Regions from separate parts of the Pan troglodytes genome. Here region 2 is linked to region 1. Evidence: chromatin contacts called from public Hi-C data. All regions are on one chromosome and are shown on one strand. The core of a region is the stretch at or near the end of the contact, and the rest is flanking DNA. Distances in the headings are between cores, read along the strand shown.

Region 1 (5,371 bases), core at 1,426-3,925:
TGTTGCTGGAGCAGAGGGGTCCAGCTGGTGTGCTGAGAGTTCCCAGGGAGGGCACCACCCTCTCTCAGAATGACAGGAGGAGTCAGATACAGAGGAAGACTAGGAGCATCAGGGTGTCTCTCAGGGTCTCAGGAGGGAAAGTGACACACAGACTGGAGGGGGAAGTGTATCTTAGCAGATGGCCCTAGCTGCAAGGAAACAGCTGGCTTCATTCAACTGTGAAGAAGTGAAGAAGGGAAGGGGACTGGGGGCAGGGAAGGTCTTCCCCATTCTGAATTCTGTGGAGTGAAAAACGGGCTTCGGTATAGCAGGAGCAGGGGATGAACTGCAGGGAAGGCAGTGTGTTTTCCACCGAAGCTGCATCCCTGGGACATCCAGGGCTGCATGGAAGGAAGCCAAGCAGTAGGCCCAGCTCTGCTGGGGGTCCAGGGACTGGCTAAGGGGTCAGCAGATCTTCCACCAGGGGGAAGGGCAGGGGTGTCCACCAAAGGAACTGGCCCCAGCTGGGTTGGCTGGACCGCCATGGAAACCTCCCTGGCTCTGACGCTGGAAAAGCTTTTAGTAAAAATAGACACCTACTACTTACTGGAAGAATAAAATTCACGGTGCAGAGAAACTATGTTTTAATATGATGAATATCCCTTAACATAACACCCCACATTATACCTAACAGTGAACTCCAGGGAAATGGCCCTTAAAAAAAAAAATCAGAAATTAAAAACAGGTGTTTGCCAACTGCATTAAGATTGAACAGGCTGGGCCAGGTGCGGTGGCTCACGCCTGTAATCCCAGCACTTTGGGAGGCCAAGGTGGGCAGATCACAAGGTCAGGAGATCAAGACCATCCTGGCTAACATGATGAAACCTCGTCTCTACTAAAAATACAAAAAATTAGCCGGGCTTGGTGGCAGGTGCCTGTAGTCCCAGCTACTCAGGAGGCTGAGGCAGGAGGATGGCATGAACCCAGGAGGCGGAGCTTGCAGTGAGCCGAGATCGTGCCATCGCACTCCAGCCTGGGCGACAAAGCGAGACTCCATCTCAAAAAACAACAACAACAACAACAACAAAAAGATTTAACAGGCTGGAGGATGTCGATGCCATGAGTCATGAACCCATCCTGCCTCTCACCCTGGCAACTGGCAACGGGACCTCCAAAAGCAGGAGGTAATGGCTTTGGCACCCAGAAAAGCACAAGACAGAGAGCTATGGTTTCCCCAGTGTCTGGTCCTTGGAGGCTCCATGTGACCTAATTACACGCTGCCTTCCAAGCCTGATTGAGAGCAGAGGTGGTCAGGATGCTCAAAGCCCCTCCCAGACATTCTGTCCAGCCAGCAGGAGACCCACCAGTCCCCGCCCACCTATGCAGATGAGTGGCACTGTGCCACTTGCTCAGATGGAGCAGTCAGTAAGTAGCCAAGGGCATCTGGGTTGCAGACCTCAGTTTGAAGAAAAAGGGAACCAGGCGTTCATCCAACATCACCCAGTACTGAAGACGCACCTTCCCTGTGCCAGGCACGGCCCTGGAGCTGAGCACGTCACTGACCAAAACAGACCAACAGTACCACCCTGGAGGGACTCATCTGTCTCCCAGGGAGTCGGGTTTGTTGGGGCCAGGAACCAGCCACCTTTGGGACACTCCAGTGGCCAAGCCTAGAACCCTCTCTCAGGTGCCACCTGCCTGGGGACTGCGCAACAGTGCTGAGTGAAGGTGAAGCTTGGGAAGCCTCTCCCACAGGTGAGGCTATGTTGTTCTGCAAATCTACAAAGACAGATGACCAGGAGGGACCGCGGCAGGCAGCGCCTTCAGGCTGGGCGCAGACCCTTGAGTGTGAGCAGCAGGGAATCGACGGGAACAGACTGGGAGAAGGGCCCTGCACGCCCGCAGCTCTGTCCTGCACCTTCTGTTCAGAGATCACTTCTCATCAGGAGGCTGCGAAGGGAACTTGTGCTCCAGCTAAGGGTGGTCCCACAGGGTGACCTTGTCTGTCCTGAAACGGAAGCCGTTGTACTAGACTGGGTGCCACAGAATTTAACGTATACCCAATGGCCATACCCAGGCCTGCAGGTTTATGTCCCCGTGACTTTCAATATGCCCAGCTTGTCCTAGCTGCTTCACTAGGAAGTCCTGAGCCTCCGACGGGACACTTTCTGGGAGAATCACAGAGGCGTGTCTCTAGCGAGCGGCTTCCACTCTTTCTTCCAGACAGCCCGATTTCCCCACATGCACCTGGGCCTTGAGAACCGTCCCTGGAGGAGCATCCGACACCAGCAGGCCCAGGAGAACCACATCAGTCCCTCTCTTTGGGCAGCACCCCTCTCCCTGCTGGGCTGGACTTAGCCCTCGTGGCACAGCGGGCAATTCTGAGTCAAAGCCAAAATGCCAGCTCCCAGCCTCCTAGGAAGGACGGGTCTGTGCGGAAGGCTCTTCGGCCGGCTCTGCCCCCAGGGCTCCCAGCAGCGGGCTCCCGAGGCCTGGCTTCTCCCGGAGGAGACCCCAGCTTCTCCAGCGTTCTTACATTTCTGTATTTCAGACCCAAATAGACCTTGTTCCAGGTTCTCAGTGTCCTCCCCAGGGTGGGGCTGGTGGAGGCCTCCAGGTCCTGGGGTGTGTGTGGGCTGCTGGAGGGCAGGCCCGAGACCCAAAGGCGCGTCTCCCTCACCCGCCTCGCCGACACCAGGGGGCGCTGGAGCTCAGCAAAGGGCCCGGAGGCCGCTCTGAAACTCAGGCCTTAAAATACAGGCAGGATCAGCCTCTGGAGCCCTCCCTGCCGGCCGGGCCCGCCCGGCGCCCAGTCAGCGTGCTGCCGGGCCTGTGCCCCTGACGGACCTGGCACAAGGGGGCACCCAGGGGTCTGCAGCCGGATGATGCGAGCTCAGGCCTCCCCCACCTGGGGTGAGACGCCCCCATCCCATCAGCGCACCCCTGCAGCAGGGAAGCATAAGCCTGGCTGCGGCCCCGCCCACAGCACCTCTCTGGTCCAGCCCCGCCCACAGCACCTCTCTGGTCCAGCCCCGCCCACAGCACCTCCACCTCCAGCCCCGCCCACGGCGCCTCCCTTCTCCGGCCCCGACCACAGCACCTCCCCCACTTCAACCCCACCCACAGCACCTCCCTCCTCCCCGGCTGCAGCTCCCCCCTCAAGCCCCGCTCACAGCACCTCCCCACAGCCCTGCCCACAACACCTCCCCCTCCAGCCCCACCCACAGCACCTCCCCCTCAGACCCCGCCCACAGCACCTCCCGCCTCCAGCCCTGCCCATAATACCCCCCTCCTCTGACCCCGCCCACAGTGTCTCCCCACTCCGGCCCACCCACAGTGCCTCCCCCTCCAGCTTCTCCCACAGCACTCCCTCCTCCGACCCTGCCCACAGCATCTACCCCTCCAACCCCGCCTACAGCACCTCCTCAGGCCCCGCCCACAGCACCTCCCTCCTCCGGCCCTGCCCACAGTGCCTCGCCCCTCCCGCCCCATCCACAGTGCCTCTTTCCTCTGGCCCCGCCCACAGCACCCTAATCCTCCAGCCCCACCCACAGTCCCCCCCTCCAACTCCGTGGCTGCAGCCCCGCCCACAGCACCTCCCTCTTCGGGGGGGTGCCGCAGGACCTGGGACGCACCTGATGTTTCTGGGGGGGAAGGGGCACCCTTCTGCAGTTGCATTGGTCGCCTTAACAGTGGGGCACTGTGGTCACAGATCAAGTCCTAAAGGAAAGTAAACCTCTGTTCAGTGGCCAGGGAGGAAACAGGTTGTGAGAAATAACGGAACATTCTTCAGACAGGACACCAATTTGGAGTCTTACACCATCCCAGGTTTTTTGACACGAGGGCTGTCCCCGCGTTGCTCTCCCTGGGCCTGTGGCACCCACTTGCTGGCTAAGGTTAGGACCCACCCTGGGGCGCCTGCCCAGCGGTGACTGTGTCCACAGCACTCTGGGTGGCACCTGCCCAGCTACTTCTGGCTGTGCCTTGGTCACACAGGCATGGTTGGGGCAGAGTGTAGCAGGTGCTGCCTGCACCAGAACTCCCCATGTGCCAGGCTTGGTGCCCACGTGTGCTGGTGAGGCTCTCACCTGGTTCTCAGTGCAGTGGAATACGGGACACACTGTCACAGCCTCAATTTACAGCTGGGGAAGCTGAACCCCAGAGGAGTTTGGTGACCTATCCAAAGTCACACCGTCTGGAAGTGGCTGAGCCATCGTCTACCAATGCCTGTGAGCTTGAGCTCACGTCTCCAAGAGGGTGCGAGCCTGGGTAAGCAGGGACTTGCTCAGCCTCCAAGGAAAACCCACACCTGCAGCAAATGGCTCCAGGTTCAGGCTGGCCCCCGACTCTGTGAAACCACAATGACCAGCCCTGGGATGTTAAGCTCTGGATCGGAAGAGGAGAGGTCAGGAGAGCAAAATCCTGCAAGCCATGAGCCGTGGGAAATGAGTGAGGTGCTGGTTATTATGGAATGTGCCCAGCCTGACGTGATCACAGACAGACACAGGCCTCTGGGGGTGGTGCTCCCAGCTGACCTCTGCAGGATCTCTGCACCCTGAATGGCAGGTCCACGTATCATTGCTCTTGCATGTCCCTCACTACCCCAGGAAATGGCCACCAAATCCCCCAAATCACCCTGGACACCAACACTGAACACAGAATGCTTTTGGATTCCCTAAGGTACAAAGGAAATCTTGGTAACTTCTTTCCCCAGGTTGAAATCTTGGTAACTTCTTTCCCCAGGTTGCCTTAGCTTTCAGGGTTTCCGTGTGCTGTGAGCTCACCTGTGCGTCCTGGCCAGCTGCAGAGCACTGCAAGACCTAAGAGGAGGGAGAACAATGGGCTTGTGGGGCATGGCTGGGCTGCGGCTCTATATGCAGCAGTGAGGAGATTTCATCATGGCCTCGGGCTGCAGACCCTGGCTTCCTGGCATTTCTCATGCACCCTCCTGAGCCCCAGGTGCTGGGTTACATGTCAGTGTGGAGACTACACCCCGTGACCCAGGCACATGCCCTCGAAGGCTGGTTCTTGAGGGCCAGCTTTGGGAGGACAGGTGAGGGCTCAGGGGTGACAGAACACCTGCCTGGGGTTCAACAGGCCACCCCCAGTCCTGGAGCCCCTGCTGCTGTCACCCCACCGGCCCAGGCCAAGGACTGCACTTCTCCTTGCAGTGGACCCCTGCGAGCGTGCTGTGACCCCCTCACAAGGTCACCGTGCCTGTCTGGCCCCAGCTGCAACCTGCCTGGGAGCAGGTCTAAAAACAGCCCCTGCTGCTGGGTGACTGGGCAACTGATCCGGGTTGGGGCGAGGGTGTGGCCGCCACCCGAGGCCGCCCCGTGTCTGGGCGGGTCTCAACTCTTCCTCCGATTCTCCCTCTGTCCCCGAGGAGCTC
Region 2 (5,371 bases), core at 1,263-3,762, 200 kb after region 1:
GGCATGGAAGGGAGGCCCCCACACCCTGGCCCAACAGGCACTGCCTGCCTCAGCCCATCAGACAATGCTAAGTGTCCTCTGCCCTCACTGCACCGGTGGAAGAGCAGGTCCAGGCTGCGCCACACGCCCACTCTCAGGTGTTTCCTCACTTGCTCATTCATTCCTTCTTTGTGTCGCATACGTGTGCCCCCACTGTCTAGCCAGGCAGACACCAAAGCAGGAGGGGGTGGTCTTGGTCAGAGCCACAAGGGTCACTGTGGTGGCTGGGATTCGAGGCATCAACTATGTCCTCAAACCCATCCATGTGTCCTGTGTGGAGCGGCCCCAGGGACAGCGGTGGAAGAGGGGGCTGATCAGCCTTGCCCATCCTCCCAGAGTCCCAGTCTGGACCCTGCACCCGACTAGCACGGGCAGCCTGGCGGCTCCTGCCCTGGTGACAGTGGGCGTGTGCAGCATTGCCAGGAGGGAAGCAGAGGCAGCTGCAGCTGCTCAGGATCCTGCGGCTCCTCCCAGGTGCAAACCCGGCTTTTGCTTCCAATGCCCCCGGCGGCATATGCATCCTCTCCAGGGAAGGTCCTGGCTACAGGTCTCCTGGTCTGCGGAATGGGAATGATTCCAGGACCTGCGATGGTGGTAAGGACTTCCTTAGGAGATGAAGCCACCCGGGGGTCACCAGGGCCAGGCAGAGGCTGCGACCATTGCGTTCTAAGCCCTGCTGTCCACACTGCCATCCAGAGGCCCAGAACTAGGCTGGAGGAAGGACTTGCCCGGAGGAATAACCCAATCTGGTCAGATTAAGAGGAGGCGTAGACAGTGACGGGGTAACTATAGAGCCTCAGGCCAGGTTAACTAACCTCAAGTCCAGGTTCCTAGGCCCAGGCAGCCCTGCCTGATCCCGCAGTGCGTGAGACCACACAGAGAGAGCGGGATCGTGGGCCCAGGCTCCTGACCGTGCTGGATAAGGTGTGCAGGCAGCCACGCCAGGCCCAGGCAAGAAGGAGCAAGCCCGGAGCATGTACTGAACAGGGGTCTGTGAGTCACAAAATGTGACGCAGCAGAGGGTATGTGGGGGAGGGCAGGGAAATGCACACTTGGATTGGGTCCCCAAAGCCTCCCTCTCCAGCAATGATTCAGTGTCTCTGGGTGAAGGAGCAACCTTCTCTGGGAGGCAGGGCAGGAAACCCCAAGAGCTCAGGGGGAGGGCACCCCACCTTCCTGCTCCAGTCCCACACAGCGGCTGAGAGCCCCAGGCACAGAAGGGGTAGGGAATGTTGCCACCACCCCCACCACAGACCCCGCTGCAGCTTCCAGGTGATGCCACAGGCCCTGAAATCAGGACACCCTTGCTGTACATGGGGGTCATCTTGAGGTTCTCTGCCAAGGATGCTGACCTCTATGCCTGCCCCCAATTCTGCAGCTCAGGCATCTGGCTTCACCACCAGGCCTTACCATGTGGAGAACAGGGGGCCGGGGTGGGGGGTCTGGGAGCCAAGGAAGGAGTGAAGCCCTCCAGACACCAACATCGCAGTCCTCGCCCCCTCCCTACAGACCCCATCCAGGCCAACTCCCCATGTGCAGCTAAAGCCACGCGCCCTCCTACCAGACAAGGTGCAGGCAGCCCTCCCGCCTTCTTCAAAGAGGCATCTGCTCCGGGCCACTCCACCCTCCTCCCCCAGTGGCCTAACTAGTCGCCGGGTTCCAACCCTATCCCTTCTCCAGAGGTCATCTGGCCCCACCCAGCAGCCCAAACCAGTAGACCGGCCCTGCCCCATCACTTTGGTTTCTCCAGCATCCAAAGAACGTGGAGGGTCACCCCCCAAAACAGCTGTCAAGGTCCAACAATTAAGCCATCTGTTGCCGCTCCCTGGGACTGGGAGAGGTGAGGTCGAGTTTCTTGGCCAGTTTCCTGCGTGCAGCCCCCACACCACAAAAGCCCCCGGTGCGAGCCGGAGCCCAGCGCGAGACGGCTGGAAGGGCGCGGGGAGGGAGCCGCTGCGGGGTGCAGGCGGGGAGAGGGGCGGCGGCTCGAGGCGCGGCCGGCGGGCGGAGGGTACGGAGGCGCCGGGAGAGCGTTCTCGGGGCGCGCTGCCAGGGTGCAGGATGCCGGAGCGCGCGGGAGGGAGCGGGGAGCGGGATGCCGATTTCGGCTGGGGGCGGGGAAGCCCCTGATTGGGGCGCGGGAGGCGTGATGTCACGTCCGGCGGGGGAAGCCCTGCCTCGCGCACCCTCCGCCCCCGTTCCCGCCCCCACAGGTGGTGCCACCGCCCAGGGCGCTGGGCGTTGGGGGCCGCCCTCGGGGACCCCGGCCGCGGCCCCGCGCTGCCCGGCTTCGCCGCCTCCCGCCGGGGATCGATAGAGTCGCGCGGCCAGGCGGGCCCTCTGGGTCCCTAAGAGCCAGAGGAGCGCCCAGTGCGCCCCGGCCCGCGCCCCCGCGCCGCGCCCCGCCGCGCCCCGCCCCGCCCGGTGCTCCCAGTCCCTCCCCCACCCCTGCGCTCCCACCCTGCCCCGCCCCTCTCGTCTCCCGCGGCCGCCTAGGGGCCGGGCCGGCGGCGGGGGAGGCGCCGAGCCGGGACTGCGCTAGCCCGCCGCGCTCTGGGCTGCCCGAGCGAGCGTTCGGACCTCGCACCCCGCGCGCCCCGCGCCGCCGCCGCCGCCGGCTTTTGTTGTCTCCGCCTCCTCGGCCGCCGCCGCCGCCTCTGGACCGCGAGCCGCGCGCGCCGGGACCTTGGCTCTGCCCTTCGCGGGCGGGAACTGCGCAGGACCCGGCCAGGATCCGAGAGAGGCGCGGGCGGGTGGCCGGGGGCGCCGCCGGCCCCGCCATGGAGCTCCGGGCCCGAGGCTGGTGGCTGCTATGTGCGGCCGCAGCGCTGGTCGCCTGCGCCCGCGGGGACCCGGCCAGCAAGAGCCGGAGCTGCGGCGAGGTCCGCCAGATCTACGGAGCCAAGGGCTTCAGCCTGAGCGACGTGCCCCAGGCGGAGATCTCGGGTGAGTGAGGGTGCGGCGCCGGGAACCCGGGCCTGGCCGGGCTTTGGGTTCCGGACCCTGGTCTTCCCGACGCGGCTACTCGCCCCCGGCGCGGGATCCTGCCGCCTGCGCCCCGCCGCCCGGGCCCCGAGTGGCTCCCTGCGCTGCGGCTCCTCTGCAACCCCACGGCCCTCGCCTCCAAGCCCCGCGCCGCACTCCCTCGCCAGGGTCTCCTCCGCTCCGCTCGGTCGTCCTCCACCCCTCCCCGCCCCCCGCACGCCGGCTTCTTCCCTGCGGAGCTGATCTCGCCGGGCTGCGGGCTCGGGGCGCTCCTCCCGGGCCACGGCTGGAGCTGGGCGTCTTCTGCCCGCCGCTCGGCCCAGCGCGCCTGCAGGCCGGGAGTCCCAGCCCCGGGGCCGGCTGTCGGGGCGCTGTGGGGCTCGGCGTGGCCGGGCTTTCGGGGCGCCGCTGACGGTGGCCGCGGACCCCTTCTGCTCTGTACAGACCTCTCTGGGAGGCGTCTCCGGTCCTGCCCGGGGATTCTCGTAGGGTCTCCAGCAAAGGCAGCCTAGGTGGGTTTTATAAGCTGACCCCCTCGGGGGGTAGTGCGGAGGTATGGGGAGGGAGCTGGGCACTTATCCGCGGGCGGAACGCCGCCGCCTCGCAGAGATTCCTGTCGAAGAACTTGTACGCGCCGGCCCCCGCCTGGCGCTTGGGCAGCCTCGTGCCGCGAGTCCAGCTGCAGGTGGTCGGCGCGTTGGATCCCGCCCAGGGGCCGTGTCATTTCTTTGTAAGAACAGCGGCCCTCTTGGCGCCCCCTAAGCCCTGCAGCCGCCTGCGGCTCTGCCTCTTCCCTCCCTGTGGTCCCGGAGGAGCTTTGGGGACAGAAGTGTACGGGTGGGTGGAACGGTGGGCTCCGTGTGCTAAGGAACTCTTGGAACCCAAGCTTCACCTTTCCACGTGTGGGGACCAACCTCGGTCTGTACCGCGTGCCAGGGACCCAGTGGGCAAGAACAAAACAGACTAGGTTCCTGCTCTGGGGGGCTTCTCTGAAACCAGGGGAGTGGGAGTGCCGGTGGAGGGCTACTCAGATGGGGACTCAGCGCAGAAATGCCCATGGTCCTGGGGATTCTGAGCAAGAAGGATCCGTGCATCTGGGTGAGGGGGGTCTGTGGCCATGCCTTGCCGCGGGGGGCGGAGTGGTGGGAGGAGGCAGTCGGGCTCTGGACCCCTGCCCCTCCAGGAGGAACAGAACCCACAGACAGCCCCTTGCCCTTGGTGGATCTCCCGATGCCCCCAGCCTGAGGTTCTTGTAAGGGCCCCCTGACCGCCCCCCCCAGAAGGAACAGAACCCGCAGACAGTCCCTTGGCGGATCTCCCGATGCCCTCCCCACCAGCCTGAGGTTCTTGCAAGGACCCCTCCAAAGTCCCCAGGACAGGCCTTCCTGTGCCTCTGCAGAGGCAACCCTGTCATTTCCAGGCTGCCTCCCGCACCCCACTGGGCTCTGTCTGTCCCAGGTAGGGGGCACACCTGGATGCCAGGCAGCACAAGGCCCTCGGCACAGTTGGGTTCGTTCTCTGCCCCTCTACTCACACATAAAGAGGCATCCCTGGCCTTCCTGGTGAATCCCTCCCCAGGCACCAGGGTAGCAGAGTGGCTGAGTGGCTGCCCCTCCCAGCCCAGAGTCTTGAACCCTGCTCCTTTGAAAACCATTAGCCCCCAGCCCTTCTTAGCACCTCCATGTCCTCTGGGCAGTTGCGTCCTTAGGAGCCAACCTAACCTTCCTTGCATCCACAGGCCACTGTTGCCAGTTAGAGAGACAGAGTGGCAGAGTTTGGCCATCTCCCAAGGGTGAGAAGAGAGGGCAGGACAAGATGGAGAAGTTGATGTGGGGCTGGGCCAGAGAGTCTGGGTCTTGCTGCTCTTGGGTTGGGGAATGCTGCGGTGGGTTAGGGACCCAGAACAGGCAGATTGTGTTGGTTTCTCTGTGTCTGATGGGGCAGGAGATGCTGTCCACCCCGCGTGGGGAGTATGAACGCCCTGCAGCTGTCTAACCACGGTGCCAGCCATGGGCCAGTGCCTGCTGCCAGGGCTCGGGGTGCCACCCTCCTCCAGACTTGCAAGGCCAGGACTGCACTGGGCAGGATTACTGCCTCTTCAGTCGGTGCCCCTCCGACAGAAGCCTCTCTCCCTGCACCCCCTATGGCTGCAGAAGTGGGGAGTAACCTTCGGGACCCATAGGGTACAGAAGACAGTGTGGGAGCCACATGGGCTGAGGGAAACAGGGTGACTCCCTCGGGTCGCAGCAGTCCTGGGGCAGCCAAGCCCAGTGTCCCCTCCTGCTTTGTCGGCTGGGCCTGGGCTCCGCGGAACGGGCGCCCTCTGGTGGCCCCTGGGCGGCAGATC

What was found. A called contact is a pair of places that touch in the nucleus more often than the background predicts.
Region 2: a Hi-C map of stem cell-derived neural progenitor cells shows a contact between it and region 1, with 10 times the contacts expected there. The contact joins the promoter of GPC1 here to the enhancer-like site in region 1. A contact is called at or near these places in 5 of 7 Hi-C or Micro-C datasets (blood, induced pluripotent stem cells, a lymphoblastoid cell line and 1 more), 1 of 1 datasets of contacts at active chromatin or transcription factors (stem cell-derived excitatory neurons) and 1 of 1 other capture datasets (stem cell-derived neural stem cells).

What each region holds. Positions count from the first base shown.
Region 1 is chr13:142,496,081-142,501,451 of NHGRI_mPanTro3-v2.0_pri, forward strand. No RefSeq gene overlaps it. Among named protein-coding and RNA genes, the nearest start is that of OTOS, 91 kb to the left of the region's middle. Within about 2 kb of position 2,676, at least 5 of the 24 cell types and tissues checked have an H3K27ac peak or open chromatin away from gene starts, as enhancers often do. A contact at or near this core is called in induced pluripotent stem cells, stem cell-derived neural progenitor cells and stem cell-derived neural stem cells, where this site is marked.
Region 2 is chr13:142,701,022-142,706,392 of NHGRI_mPanTro3-v2.0_pri, forward strand. It overlaps GPC1 (glypican 1), which reads left to right and starts at 2,513. Exons shown (of 9, transcript XM_016950880.3): 1 at 2,513-2,985. The coding sequence starts at 2,820.